Linked DNA regions of Rattus norvegicus: region 2 is linked to region 1. A link is a contact called in public Hi-C data. All regions are on one chromosome and are shown on one strand. The core of a region is the stretch at or near the end of the contact, and the rest is flanking DNA. Distances in the headings are between cores, read along the strand shown.

Region 1 (6,852 bases), core at 1,431-3,930:
TCTCAAAACAAACAAATAAACTTCTGAGATCAGACAGAAGCCAGTCATATTTGGGATAGGATGGTCAGAGGCAGGTAGGAAAAGTTTCATCCTAAGGTGGCCCACCTCCAAACCCAGCCAGCAGGAGGCGCATTCGTGGATCTCATGAAATTACTCTAAAATACTCTCTTGATCAAAACACTTTTAACCAAAATGATACAGTTTTAGGAATAGTCTTTAGTTTTTCCTTCTTTAAGGGTTGCCTTTAGGTTTTGCAAGCATATATAAACGATGATCCTGAACATGACTTACGATTTTCTTGAAATACAGTTGGGGCCGGTTGAGTGAGTTTAGCCACGCAGAGCGCTCTTTCACTTCAAACTGACATGGAGTGCTTGACCTTTGCACTGTGTGGCCGATGAGTAAAGACGTCCATACACTTCCAAACTCCAAATGTCTCTAAGGTTTAAAGGTTAGGAGTGGCAAGCCTTGCTTCACCAGTGAAAACTGTAGCCAAAAAGAATTCAATTTGTGGCCAATGGGACGCCTTGATGGATTGCAGGACATTGCTTGTGGAACATGTGGCATGTTGGAAGTAGAAGACAAGTGTCAGTGATGTGCTTGAAATGTCTAAATTCCATTAGAGTACCACTACAGCCTTCCCTTTAGAGGAAGCCTTAGTACAAAGCCCTAGTACATGGCTTTCATTCAGCAAAGAGAAACTGACTTTACAGTTCTCCTGAGTAATATCATTTCTGCATTTACAAGGAATGACGACCAAGTGCAGTTAGCGTTTGTGGAGAATGTTTAGTCGAGTAGATGAATGGTTCTTGAAGAGCTGTAAAAATACAACTTTCCCTGTTTAGGACTGTACTGAATTTTTAGAATCCAATCAGCATCTAGGCAGCTAGAAAGCCAGTGGTGGCCAATGTGTAGTGACCACGCTTCATCAGACAAATGTTGGTTGGGAGACGTTGCTAAAGAACAAGGAATGATGGCTGTGATTTGACACTCTGTTTGTTGACTTTTCTAAAAGGTTCTAAGTTCACACTCAATTATCATAAGCTATCTTCTCCATGTTAGACTACTGGTTATCCACACAGCATTCTGAGTAACTCAGCTGTCTCAGAAACTGTCTCCAGGAGGACCACCCATGGAATTACCAGAGACCAGAACAATGGGAAAAAACAAAGCTCCTGTCTACAATCAATTTGCTTGATCTGTGGTCAGTGTAATGAAGACTGGGTGTCACTAGTTCATAGTTATTCTGTTTAAGGAGCATTCCGTTGTTTAATTAATATACTTTCAATATCACGTCAGCATTCCCTAAACTGCATTCCAATGTCTCCTGGCCAATAAAAGTTACCTTTTTCTAATCATAAGGATTAATTGAATGATAGGTTGGGGGAAAGTATACTATCTCATTTTTATCACTTAAAATGCTCATCAGTGCTTTATTTGCTATAGAGAACTTACTCTAAATTGTAGATGTCAGTGACACAGCCGGGGATAAGATAATACCCTTGTCTACATGGAGCTTAAGTTCCTTTCTTATAATTAAAAGTAAGTTCTCCATTTTCATGTATATGTGTGGAGTAGGCATATGTATGAATGTTTGCATGTATATGGGCACACACGTGTGTAGGTGTGCATGTGTTTGTTTGCACGTGGAGTTCAATATCGATGTCTGGAGCCATTCTCCGTTGCTCTTCAGCCTTATTCTTGGAGGCAGGGTTGTCAATCGTATAATACACAAGGAACTCATTGTCGTTTTCATTTTAGCCTTTTTATTTATTATTCTATGATAGCTTTTGTCCTATTTGCAAGTAAACAAATGTTGGGTCCTTCCGGTCATGGTGTCCTTCTTGCACAGGGAGTTGGATGCAGAAAATAAGAAGCAGGCAGGATATACAGATGCTACACGCATGGTGCTCACGACAAGTTCACAGTTTCCCTCTCTTCACATTCTGTCTCTACTGTTTCTTCCTTCCCATTAAAAAGCTGGTTCACTGTTTTATTTTGTGTTTTTGCTATTTAATTTGTGAGGGACTTGAATGTAAATGTGAATACCACAGTCTCATGAATCCCTATGGCTTTGTAAGTGTTTGACTTAGAAAAGGCTTCTCCAGCTTGGGTAAGGTTTCCTTTCCTATCATCCCCCTAGATTCTGCTGGTGACAGCCTTATAGATTTTAGTTAGCTGGAAGGATGGCGTTCACTGCATGTTTAAACTTTAATCTCAGAACTACAGCGTTCCTTTCATCATTGCTCAGTTCTGCATTCTAGCCTGTGAAAAAGAATGTTGAGATTTGCCAGAATGTTACACCGTAGAGCAGTGTAGAGTCTTCAATTCTACAGAAGTCAAAGGAATAGTTTCCAGGCCACTTATATATGCATTGCAAGGTTATTCATACGCTTAATTCTATGAAATCATACCCCCTCTCAGTTTGCAGCAGTTCTTATCAGGAGAATGGTAAGAAACAACCTTTATTTCTGTAGCGTTTTATTTCAGAATTGACCTCGTGGCTTGTGGCCATCTCGTTTCCTGTAAGCATAGCTCAGGAATTTATTTTTAATAAAAGATCCATTTAATTTTGAGTTAAGAAACTCAAATAATTCCCCCAAAGCCTGCTGACCACAGTCTAAAACTATGAACTGTTCTTCAGAGGGTTTTGGGTGTGGATAAAGAGACACACTTTTGCAATTTTCAGTATGTCATCATCAAACAATGTTTACAAAACTCAGCACTCTGGGGATGTGTGCAGGCGTTAGCAAGCAGATGTTGGCAGTCAAGGAAAACTTACAATTGCTGCCCGAAAAAATTCCCTGCTGCCTATCAGTTACATACAAGACTGTCGAGCTCTCCCCTTGGTGTGGGCGATATGGATGGTTTGTAAGACAGTTGATCCAAAACCAAATATGAAAACCGTGGAAAGTGAAATCCTCTATAAATTTTCATGCAAGAATCATTTGTCTCTTTTTATGACTTTTAAAAAAAGGTGTTTTAGTTGAAAACAATCTAGCTTGGAGTAGTCTAACAAGACTATTGAAAACGATTTTCTTAAGTTTTGTTTTGCATAATGTTTTAAAATAGATCAAGAACACCCCCACTCTGGCCCCTGACCCAGTTCTCAGGATGTTCCATTGTTGAAAACACCTAGCTACTCCACAAACATGTTAATCTTCATTTCTGAGAAGTGACAAATCTTTTTAGTGGAAATGAATCAAACAGGTCGACATATTGATTTTTACAGAGTAAATCTTTCTCTTCCCGATAAAGACGGGGGAGGAAGGGAAGGTTCTTCAGGAAGATTCAGGGAGAGCTACCAGACTCATTTAAAGAAAATTTTAAATATAACATTTCTGTGATATTAAAATATGTTATTTTATGGTATTGCCTTTGAACAATCTGAACAGAACATGTTCAGTCAAAATGGTGACAGTCAGAGAGCATTTTCATTTCCAAAACAGTTTTTTTTTTTGTAAAAGACTGATTATGATAAAATCTGAATTTATTTTTCTGGGTCCTTTATTTATATATGACAAAATTCCCATATACTTTGAAATTCAATGGTGTTTCAAATTTTGATTGAGGATCACACTACACTGAAAGACATGACTGTTTTCAGTGGTGAGGCTTATATTGAAAAGCAACTGTTGAATTTGGGATGTTAAAAGGCCTATTTTTTAAAAAATATAGTTTATATAGTTCCTACCTTTTAAAAATATAAAGTTAAAAAAACTGTAAACATGAGATTGCTTGGTGAGTAGGTGTACTTGCTGGGCAAGCAGGAAGACCTGAATTTGGGTCCCCACCATGTACATAAAAAGCCAGTCACCGCCATATGTACTTGCAGCCAGAATATCACACGAGGTGGAACTGAGACTGATGGAGCTTGCTGGCTTCCAGCCTAATTCCAAGTTCAGTGAGAGACCCTGTCTTAGAGCAATAAGGCAGAGAATGATAGAACAGTGGATGTCTTCCTCTGTCCTCTGTGCACATCTGCATACCAACAGACTCATACCACATGCACATCATGTACACACACACACACACACTCACACACACAGACACACTCACACACACACACTCTCACACACTCACACACACACTCACACACACACATACAAAATCACTCACACACACATATTCACACACACATACATGCACACACACATACATACTCACTCTCACACACACATACACACTCACACATACATACACACTCACACACACACACTACACACACATACATACACAAGTACCAACTAGTGAGTCTCAATGTTGTTATAAGTAGGACAACCAGATATTCTGTCCCTCAGATGTAACGCAATAGAAAGTGATGTCCTATGTTCCCTGGTGGGAACCCACAAGCCACTTAGCATTCCAAGTTACCTGCATCCAGAATTGTTGTTTACTGAAGTATAGCCATTACAATTTCTTCCTTGCCTCAGTTTACCTTGCAATAGCATGGGCAACGAAGAATAAAGGGACAGAATACAGATGGGACTCTTAAAGGCATGCTGGTGAAATGCAGTGTGTGGCCCTCGTATAGACACTCATGTCAACAACCATCCAATGTGTATATTTGAAATAATGGGAGAAAAATGAATCTATGCTGGAGAATTTTAAGGAACCATTATTACTTTTTAAGGAGCAATGTTGGTGTGATTGTGGTTTGAAAGGGGGCTGTCTACCATTGGTTGAGGCATACATGGGGATGGGTCAGACAAGACAGTTTATGAACAGAACGAGATGATGTCTAAGAGTCACTCTAAATACTTTTTAAAGATGGAGTTGCAGGGGGAGAGAGAATAAAATGGAACAATATTACTTATTAAAGTAGATGATACGTAAAACTTCTCTAATGATTATATTTGCTAAAATGTTCATATAAAATTTGAATGTCCCTACATTAGTTGATAATTGTATCGATTTGCTTCCATGTGTACTTTGGTCTGTTGGAAAATATCTCTAATGAATCAAATTCAGGTCAGTTTAATTGTTCAGTTATAATCGGCAAAGGCGAAAGGGTGAGCACTGCCAGAGAAACAATTCTTTTAAAGCGAAGAATTGGAAAGTTCTCCCTTTATGAAAGTAGACAAAAGAAAAATTGCAAAACAAGTTTCATTAAAGCAACAAGCTTAAAATGGGAAGTTCAGGGCCGATCAGGAGTTTGGAAGTTGAGGGCAGGCCGGGGTGGAGGAGGAGCAAGGAGGGGCACGTAATTTCTGTTCAATGCAAGGAAGGGGAGTTATTTCTCCTGTAGATTTGTCAGATAGTTTTGTGCAAGGAAGATAATTCCTGGTGCGTGTGAGCTTTAATCGATGTCCAAGCCTTCTCTTTTCTCTGGTGTCAGTTCTCAATAAGCCAGTGTGTTTGGTGGGATGCTTGAGAACCGGGTGCGTGTGCTTCGACTGAAGAAATCAGAGTTCCTGAACCCAGATGAAAAGTCTGTGATTTCACTTCCTTCTGAAGTAAATTTTCAAGGTTCAAATTAATTTAGCTTCAGCACAACTTAATTTTAGACTAAAACAAACAAACAAACAAAACACCTGAGAGATTTTAAACAGTTTTTTGATTTTATGATTCCCACCGGATTTGTGTTTTGATGTGCTGAGGAAGAAATGAGTCTAAATGAATGCAAAACAGACAGGTTAAAGTGCCCATCAAATATCCCACTTTTAAGTCAAGATGCCATAGTAGGGAAAAGATGTTCTAGCTATTAGGTGCTTGGAGAAAAACAGAATGTATGAACCGCATGCAATTATTTTAGGGATGAGGAGATGGGATGCAAATAATTCTCAGGACTCGAATTTGTACACAACACAAATATGTTCTATTGGGATTCAAAATGACTAGATCTCAGAAGTGACATAATTCTGGTAAACAGGCGAACATTCCGTGTGGCTTTGCACACATGGGCACCCAAACTCTGACAACAATTTTATCCTGGTACTCAGCAGCTAATGGTGTTGGTTGGTTGGTTCAACAACTCGAGTGATGCGGCTTGACAACAGAACCCTGCATAGCCCTTGTGTACAAATGTCACCTGCTCCATGCTCACTTTAGAGAAGACCACATATTCCCAGCAGACTTCCAAGGATCTCGGTTCCTTGGCAGTTGCCAAGGCTGGTCATGGCTACCTTTCAGCAGAGCAGGTCAGAGCCAGTCTTACCTCTGGCATGGCCTTGGACTTGAGCTGTCCTGGGCTGCTGTGTGAGCCATCCTTCCTTCCCTGTTGGTTTAAGGAATACAGACACACACACACACACACACACTCACACACACACACACACACACACTTTACTTAACATTAAATAGGTCTGGGGGTGTGGCTTGAGAAAGATCATAGCTAAGTTTGGAGAAAGACAAATTGCTTTACAGGCCAGTAGATCCAAGCCCGGTGCAAACAATCGCTTGTTTCTCTAATGGCAGCCTTCTTTTTCCCATCCACTAGGATCTAAAGGACGTAACCACCCATGTCCAGCCCTCCATTTTTCCTCTCTGACCTGAATGTGGAAATCCAACTAATAAAAATTAGTTTGATGGGGGAAAATGGTTTTATGCCTGAAAAAAAAAAAGGAAATGGAATTTAAATATCTGGGGGGATTCACCTCACAGAAATCCCATCTTAACCTGGGTAAAATGTACATTGGAAAAATAGCATGACCTAGATTATCCAAGGAAAAGAGAAAACTAAAATGCAAGGCTTTGAAAGTGGACAATGAGTGAGAAGTTTGATTTCAGTTAATAACTAAAGAAGCTATTCTCAAAGATGCTAGGATGAATTGAAAATTATCTTTTATAATGAATGTAAGCATCACATTGGCACAATGGGAATCTTGATGACTAACCTGAATCTTTCCCCCA
Region 2 (6,852 bases), core at 2,926-5,425, 320 kb after region 1:
TTGAGTGACTACATTTCTGGCATTCAGTGGCCATTCAGTATTGGGACCTGAACTCATTCTTGCCTTGCATCCAACAAAATCAGCTGATGGGGGAGTGGGGTCTCATGCTAGGAGTAGCAGTGTCTGTCTTTCTGTCTGTCTTCTGCCATCCCCTGCAATGCACATTCACAGAAGCTAACTAATACACCACCAAGTTGGATTTGACTTTAGTATGATGTTATTTCTCACACTAGAAACCACCCTCCTCACTCATATCTTTTCTTATCCTTTCTCTGAGCCAACAGCACTTATCACCATTGAAACTACTAAAAAGTCAGCGGGGCATGGCAGCCCACGCATTCAGTGCCAGCACTCGGGAAGCCGAGGTAGGTGAATCTCTGAGTCTGGTCCACAGAATTCATTTCAGGGCTACTCAGAGAAAGCCTGTCTCAGCAAAAGAAAAAACACATACTATAAAATCTACTTAACTGTTTTTCCCTCACTTACAGGCTATTGAGGGAAGGAATGGATCACTATAAGCTGTTGACTGTAAGCTTTATAAAAGAAAGAATATTTGTTTGGGCCACTTACATATGCTAAGTTCCTACACGAATACCTGGCACACAGTAGGCAGGCCATAATGGTTGTTGGTTGAATGTATGTTGTCACTCATTAATAAGAATGTGGTCAAAGTGTGGTTGTTAAGGAGGGAGAACTAAGGAAAGGAAGAAAGACTCTCATCTCTGATGGATGCTACACAGGCCCTGTGCTTTTCATAACCAGCTTTGCCCCATCTTCACAGTGTTTTTAGAAATGGAGCCTCGAACCAACAAGTCCCAATCTCATGGCCAATCTCTATCCCAACCTCCCTTGACATTCAACAGAGAAACTAAAATATTCCCTCCAGAACTCTTGGAAATTCCCATAAGAAAAAAAGAGATGTCGACATGTCAAGGATTTCTACCAGGTTTGCTTTTCCCCATCACTCTACACACAGGTCATTCTATGTCTTAGGGAGTTGTTGGAAATTCTAAGCACTGTACATTGAGGACATGGCTGGGGACTTGAACCCTTTGCCCAGGGGTCTATCTCTATCTGTTGTAAAGATTTATGAATCAGCATAGGAGGCCTGGGCTGATAAAGTACAATAGATGTGTGTGTGTGTGTGTGTGTGTGTGTGTGTGTGTGTGTGTGTGTGTGTGTGTGTGTGTGTGTGTGTGTTGTATAAACACAAGACAGGAGCAGTTTTGCTAGAAAAAGCATTGACTCAAAGCAAAGGATGAACTTTGGCTCCGTTATCTTACCAGGACCTAACCCACCCAAACCACTCAAAACCTGCTTGTTTACCCCAAATCTAAAACAACAGCGCCTATGCTTCATATCTTTCTAACAAAATGGAAGATTGGGCTCTCTTAGAAAGCATCCTGAAAGGCACACCTAGTTTAACAGGCATGGGAGGAAGGCAGGAGATTGTAGTGGAAACTAACTAGAGTCTAACTAATAGTTAGACTCATGCACTTCTTAGTTGTATAAACATGTTAGAATACCATGTGTTGCTTTTTTGATTTAAAGAAAGTTGATCATGAATCCTTTTGTTTTGTTATGTTTTCATTAAGATTTCTGTATTAATAGTAAAACTAGACTTCTCAGCCAAGCCATGGAAATGTTCAGGGAGAGGCCATTCCAGTTCGCTACAGCGGGAAACATGGGAACACACAAATCCCATCCAGCTGTTGGAAGGGATACCACAACATCCTAGAAGCCAGAACTGTGTATCCCAACGGGGCTCCACACCTGGGACCCTCTTATTCTCGCTTCTTTGGGGCAAGTGTCTGTTCCAGTGCACAGTGTCTTCTGCATGTCTGCCCTCGGAGAAATCAAGGCTACTCCCTAGTCATTTCAAATGGTTTGTTGTTTGCACGATTTCCAGACCCCCACTGAATAAGCCGGTTTCAACCCTCAAACCCAGTTCCAGCTGGTTACTGCAGGCAGATTTATGAGAAGTCTTGTCTGGAGACAAGAGGAAAATATTGGGTAATTGGGGCAGGCTCTTCCAAGAGGCTGTCTGTGGTATGTAACTAGACTTCCACTCTGAGGCAAGACACAGACTGGGTCATGTTACCTAGACTTGCTAGAACCACACTGGGCTCCATTCACAAAAACCACACCCCATGGCCCAGGGTAGGGAGTGGCTCAAGGCCACAGGCACCTTTTCCCAAATGTAGCAACCTGGTGTGAAACCTGAAAGAGTCTACTTTTCCCGTGGTCAGTGCTTGTGACTAAAAATGAAGCAAAGCTAGAATTGTATGACTCCCAGAGTTGGAAGATGACAGAGGGTGTATATCCAGAGAGTAATCTCAAATGACACTTGAGAGTCCCAGGGTTCAGAGCCAGCATCTCAGGAGACAAGGGGTAAAACAGTGGGACTCTAGGATACCCATTCTGGCTTCAAGAGTAATTTCCCATTGCCTATTTTGTAATTTGCTTCTTCCTGTGAGTGCCAGACAACCTTATGGTCGGATCGCAATATGGAATCCACATCCAAAGGAACAGCTGTCCATCAAAAACTACATAAGTACATTACTACAAAAGTAATTCAAATCTATACCCAAGCTCTAAAGAAAAAGCCCAAGGGGCAGAGTGCATATTTAATGCACACCAAGTTATCTTTTAAAAATCCATTACTTCTGATTTCTGCCATTCTCAATATTCTTCACACAAACGACAGCTGCTTCCTGAGCACTTGCTATCCCCCCTGCCCTCACAGATAGACCAAAACCTTTCCATGACATCCAGTCTGTACGGTTCATCCACCCCCTCAGCCCCTGTTCTGCCCCAGTTCCCCACTGTATAGCTCAAATTAGTCTGGCTTCTGAGGCTATTGAAAGTCCTTCTTCCCGATATTCCCCCCACACACACTCCCAACTCCCACCCCCGCCTTGGTTTGTTTGCTGTATACAGGAAAGTCCACACTCCAATGAACCAAATATGAATCTCCGGCAGACAGGAAAGGCAGAAAACTGTGAATTCTAAAGCACTTGGTCATTCTTCCCTACTGCGTTAAGATCCTATAGAAAAAACATCATTTTCTGAAGGTGGCCCTAACCTAACAGTACCAGATTTCATTGTTCTCCTTGAGACAAAAATCCTCTTGCTTATTCCCATCATCCAGTAGAAATGGCTAAACATCTGAAATTCCCACATTTTGTTCCTGTGGCTTGGCTAAATAAAAATATATTCTTTGAAGCAGATAAATATCTCCATCACTAATCGGTGTTACTGTTAGTGTTCTGTGAATTTATTTATTAGCTAACCAGGGAACCAGTGAATCTTAGGAATATTGGAGTTGAGAGTAAAGGGGAAAAGATTCCCAAGTTTGAGGTGATCAGGAAGAAGACCCAGAGAACATAGCCAACAAAATAAAGGGCTAGTGTATGGGGAAGAGGTAGATTCTAAAACACCCAGTGTTAGGACCCTTGCCCTGGCCCCAGCCATCTTGAACTTGAACCACATGACCATCCCAGAAGCCCCAAGCTGTCACTGTCCATCTACTGTGATCCAGGCATATTTTTTGGAGTTGTGTGGCTTCTCCTGAAGTCCTCAGTAAATGCAAACTCAGTTTCCCTCCCTCTTCTCCAGCCAATCCCACCTGGGACTCAAGAGCTGGTTCTAAATACTCCCCACGCCCAGCCTATACTGTCATCTTGCTCTGTCTCCTATCCCAAATTTCACCCGAACCATTATTTCTACTACAACCAGAGCCTGTTTGTGACCAAACCCCAGCTGTCTCTATGACCTAGAAAACTCTTGCTTCTCCAAAGTCCTTCCCCTCAGTCTCTCCCAGTTATCTCTAATTGTTCACCATGAGTTGCACCAGCATCTCCAGCCACTGAAGACTTCCATCACTTAGGAGTTGCAACGGTTGCTGCCTCACATCACATGACGTACTGCCAAGTCATGTCATTGTCAGATTTCTCGACATGCTGTCAAATGGGTGATGCAGAGAGAGAGTAGATGAATGAGTGCTTTAACATCTGGCAGAGGAATTTGTGAGATCTGGCCACCTGGCAGCTCCCCATAGTGATATATGTTCATAATAACAACAGCAGTCAAAACAGGAAATACATGGAGAGGTTACTGTCCGTTAGTCATCTGTCTTGAAGCCCTGTCTGATCTCAGCAACAGTGGCACTCGTTGTTTGTAAGGCCCCAAGAATTTGCACACTGAGCTGAAGGACCCATGAGCTAAAATATCTAGGGCAAATTCCTCCAGGAAGCTGTGCCCTGGTGAACCGTTTAGGAGGCAATGTGCCCAAGGTTGAATACAGCTCTATCATTTGTCATCCGCGTGACCATGAGTTACAGAAGGTTTTCATCACCCTGCCTCAGGTAAAAGCAATATCCAATACTCATCATTGCTCTCTTGGGCTCAAATCAATAGGCAAACTCACAAGACAGCAACAGACTCCACCTTTGGCATTAGTTTATTTGGAAGTTTATCAGATATTCTCCCACATAGGAGTCCTTGCCATGGTCAACACAGTAAGATTCAAGAGTTAAAATTTATACCAACCAGGAATTCCTGTGGCTTAATAACCCTCGTGCCTTCTACTCTCCACAAAGATCTAGTGCCAGTCCTTGCAACTAATCTGTAAGCACAGGTCCCCCCACAATAAGGGCATTGCCAGTTCCAAGAGTTAAATAAAGCCCAAAACTGTAGCTTCCTAACACAGATTTGTGTGCTCCTGGTATAGAAACAATTTGCAATCAAGTGTCAGCCTCACCATAAGCAATGTTGCCTAGCACCGGGGTTGACAATATCATCATGACTGACTTCCATAGTAACAGTTAAGCAGTTTTCAGAGGTCAAATTGCATGTGTCAGGGGAATTTGATTAGTTTAGCTCTTTTACCTACGAGATAATAATGGAAACTATCTCACACTGTTATCCCAAGGTGATGAATTCATTTATGTCCAGATTTTAAAACACATAGAGTATAGTTGTTTCAGCTACTTCTAAATATTTCATCAAATTGACTTCTGCTTGGGTTGACCAGAATCCCTTTCTACTGGTACTTTACAGACGCTTAGTGACCCCAGAGTAGCTAACAGAGGAACTATCTGAGACAGGCAGTGTGAGTCAAACCAGTTCTTATTCCTTAGTCTCACCTGTCTACAGTGGACACATGAGAGCTTGAAGCTTCCTATTCACCCAAAGCAACAGAGGCCTGGGGCTCATGTGGCTTCTAGCCCAGGGCCAACGACATCCATGTTATAAAGGAAGAAGCAGTGTTACTCCATTAACCTTTTTCTGTGATTCTCAATCTCTTTGCTAAGTAATCTCTTCAGGACCAGATGTACATTTCTGTGGAGTGGAGTGGCAGAACAGAGAAGATGTGAGAAGAGCTCACCAGGGACCAGGGAGCTTGAACCCAGATCAACAAGACCAGAATTCTATCCTCATGGGATTTTTTTTTCTCCCAGAACAAAGACTACAATCCAGCGAGGAGGAGAATACAATGAAACATCCTAGAAGAAGTCCTCCAAATGGCATACTCATTTCCTCCTGCCATCTGACAGATAGGAATGACCCTATCAGCAGATCTTGTTCCTCTCGGTCTCAATGAGGTAACCGTCCGGTGTGGAAACACGATGACTCACTTCGCAGCCTTCCTCCCTCCTGTCTCCTTTTTATGGCCACGGTGTCTGGTTTTTGCAATTGATCAGTCCCCACCTTGTTCCAGATTCCCCGAATCCCTTCCCTCCAACACCCTGGGTCAAAGCTGGTTTCTGACTAAAATAAGCAGAGCGAGAAACCAAGGCGACTTTCTGGTCCTGGCGTTGGGGGAGTTGACTGGGCCTGTTCATCTTGTTAAAGGGAGCGTTTATACCTACACTATTGACTTAAAGAACTAAAAAGACAGTTTTTTTTATTTAAAAATTGGAGGTTAGATGGAGACAAGAAGTGTCTGTGTACAAGCTGAAGATCTCCCACTCTTTCCCCTTCAGAAGGGTTGGCATAGAACAGTCTACAGCCATTCCCTCTACACTTGACTTCCACCATCTTACCTATCTTACTGCAAAATCATTCTCATTTTTTCATAAATGTTTAATTTACCCTTCCTGAATTCAGTATACCCACAAAATAACAGGATGAATAGACTAGTTTTATTTTTTTTCCTTAACAAACTTACAGACTTCTTACACTGTACCAGGCCCAACGCTGAGTATTTTGCAAATGCTACTACCTCACTGAATCTCCACAACTGGCCTAATGAGGAAAGATTCCTGTCATCCCATCACAGATTAGGAAACTGGAGACTAGGGAGGAAATGATCACATAGTAAGTGGTATACTGAGAGCTGGAATCTAAGTAAGACAACGCTACTAGTTGAGTTTAATCTGAGCAAGCTTGTCAGTCATTGTGCCATAAGACCTATCCCCTTGTCTTTTAAGTTAGACTAAGACAAAGCCAAGACTGCTGCATCTTCTTGTATTGATCATTATGTAAGATCACCTCATTCCCCACTGGCTACATTCTAACAGAGTAGAAAGAGCTCCCATCTCATAAGACTTCACTTCAATTTCTCTTCTACTTTTTAACCACTTTGTGGCTTTGGGCATACTTGTTGATTGCCCTGTGGTACCTCAGTTTCCCCACATATTCACTCTAGACAATGATCCCTTCTCCTTCCGCAGGTTATCAGAGAGGCTGGATATCATAGCGCTATGAGTACTTTGGGAATTGTTACTGCCATGAGTGAACGTTGTCCCTCTGATGATGAATACGTTCTATAATTAAGGAAGCAGTGCCCCCACTCCCTCATGACAGACAGCCCTTACCAGTTGGAAAAATCTCTCAAATAAAAGAAAT

The links. Hi-C and Micro-C count contacts between places; a contact is called where the count stands out from the background.
Region 2: a Hi-C map of the A7r5 cell line shows a contact between it and region 1, with 3 times the contacts expected there. The contact joins two enhancer-like sites. A contact is called at or near these places in 3 of 12 Hi-C or Micro-C datasets (the A7r5 cell line, the Rat2 cell line and liver).

Annotation. Positions count from the first base shown.
Region 1 is chr9:80,865,496-80,872,347 of GRCr8, forward strand. No RefSeq gene overlaps it. Among named protein-coding and RNA genes, the nearest start is that of Fn1, 150 kb to the left of the region's middle. Within about 2 kb of position 2,681, at least 9 of the 93 cell types and tissues checked have an H3K27ac peak or open chromatin away from gene starts, as enhancers often do. A contact at or near this core is called in the A7r5 cell line, where this site is marked.
Region 2 is chr9:81,182,671-81,189,522 of GRCr8, forward strand. No RefSeq gene overlaps it. Among named protein-coding and RNA genes, the nearest start is that of Mreg, 110 kb to the right of the region's middle. Within about 2 kb of position 4,176, at least 3 of the 93 cell types and tissues checked have an H3K27ac peak or open chromatin away from gene starts, as enhancers often do. A contact at or near this core is called in the A7r5 cell line, where this site is marked.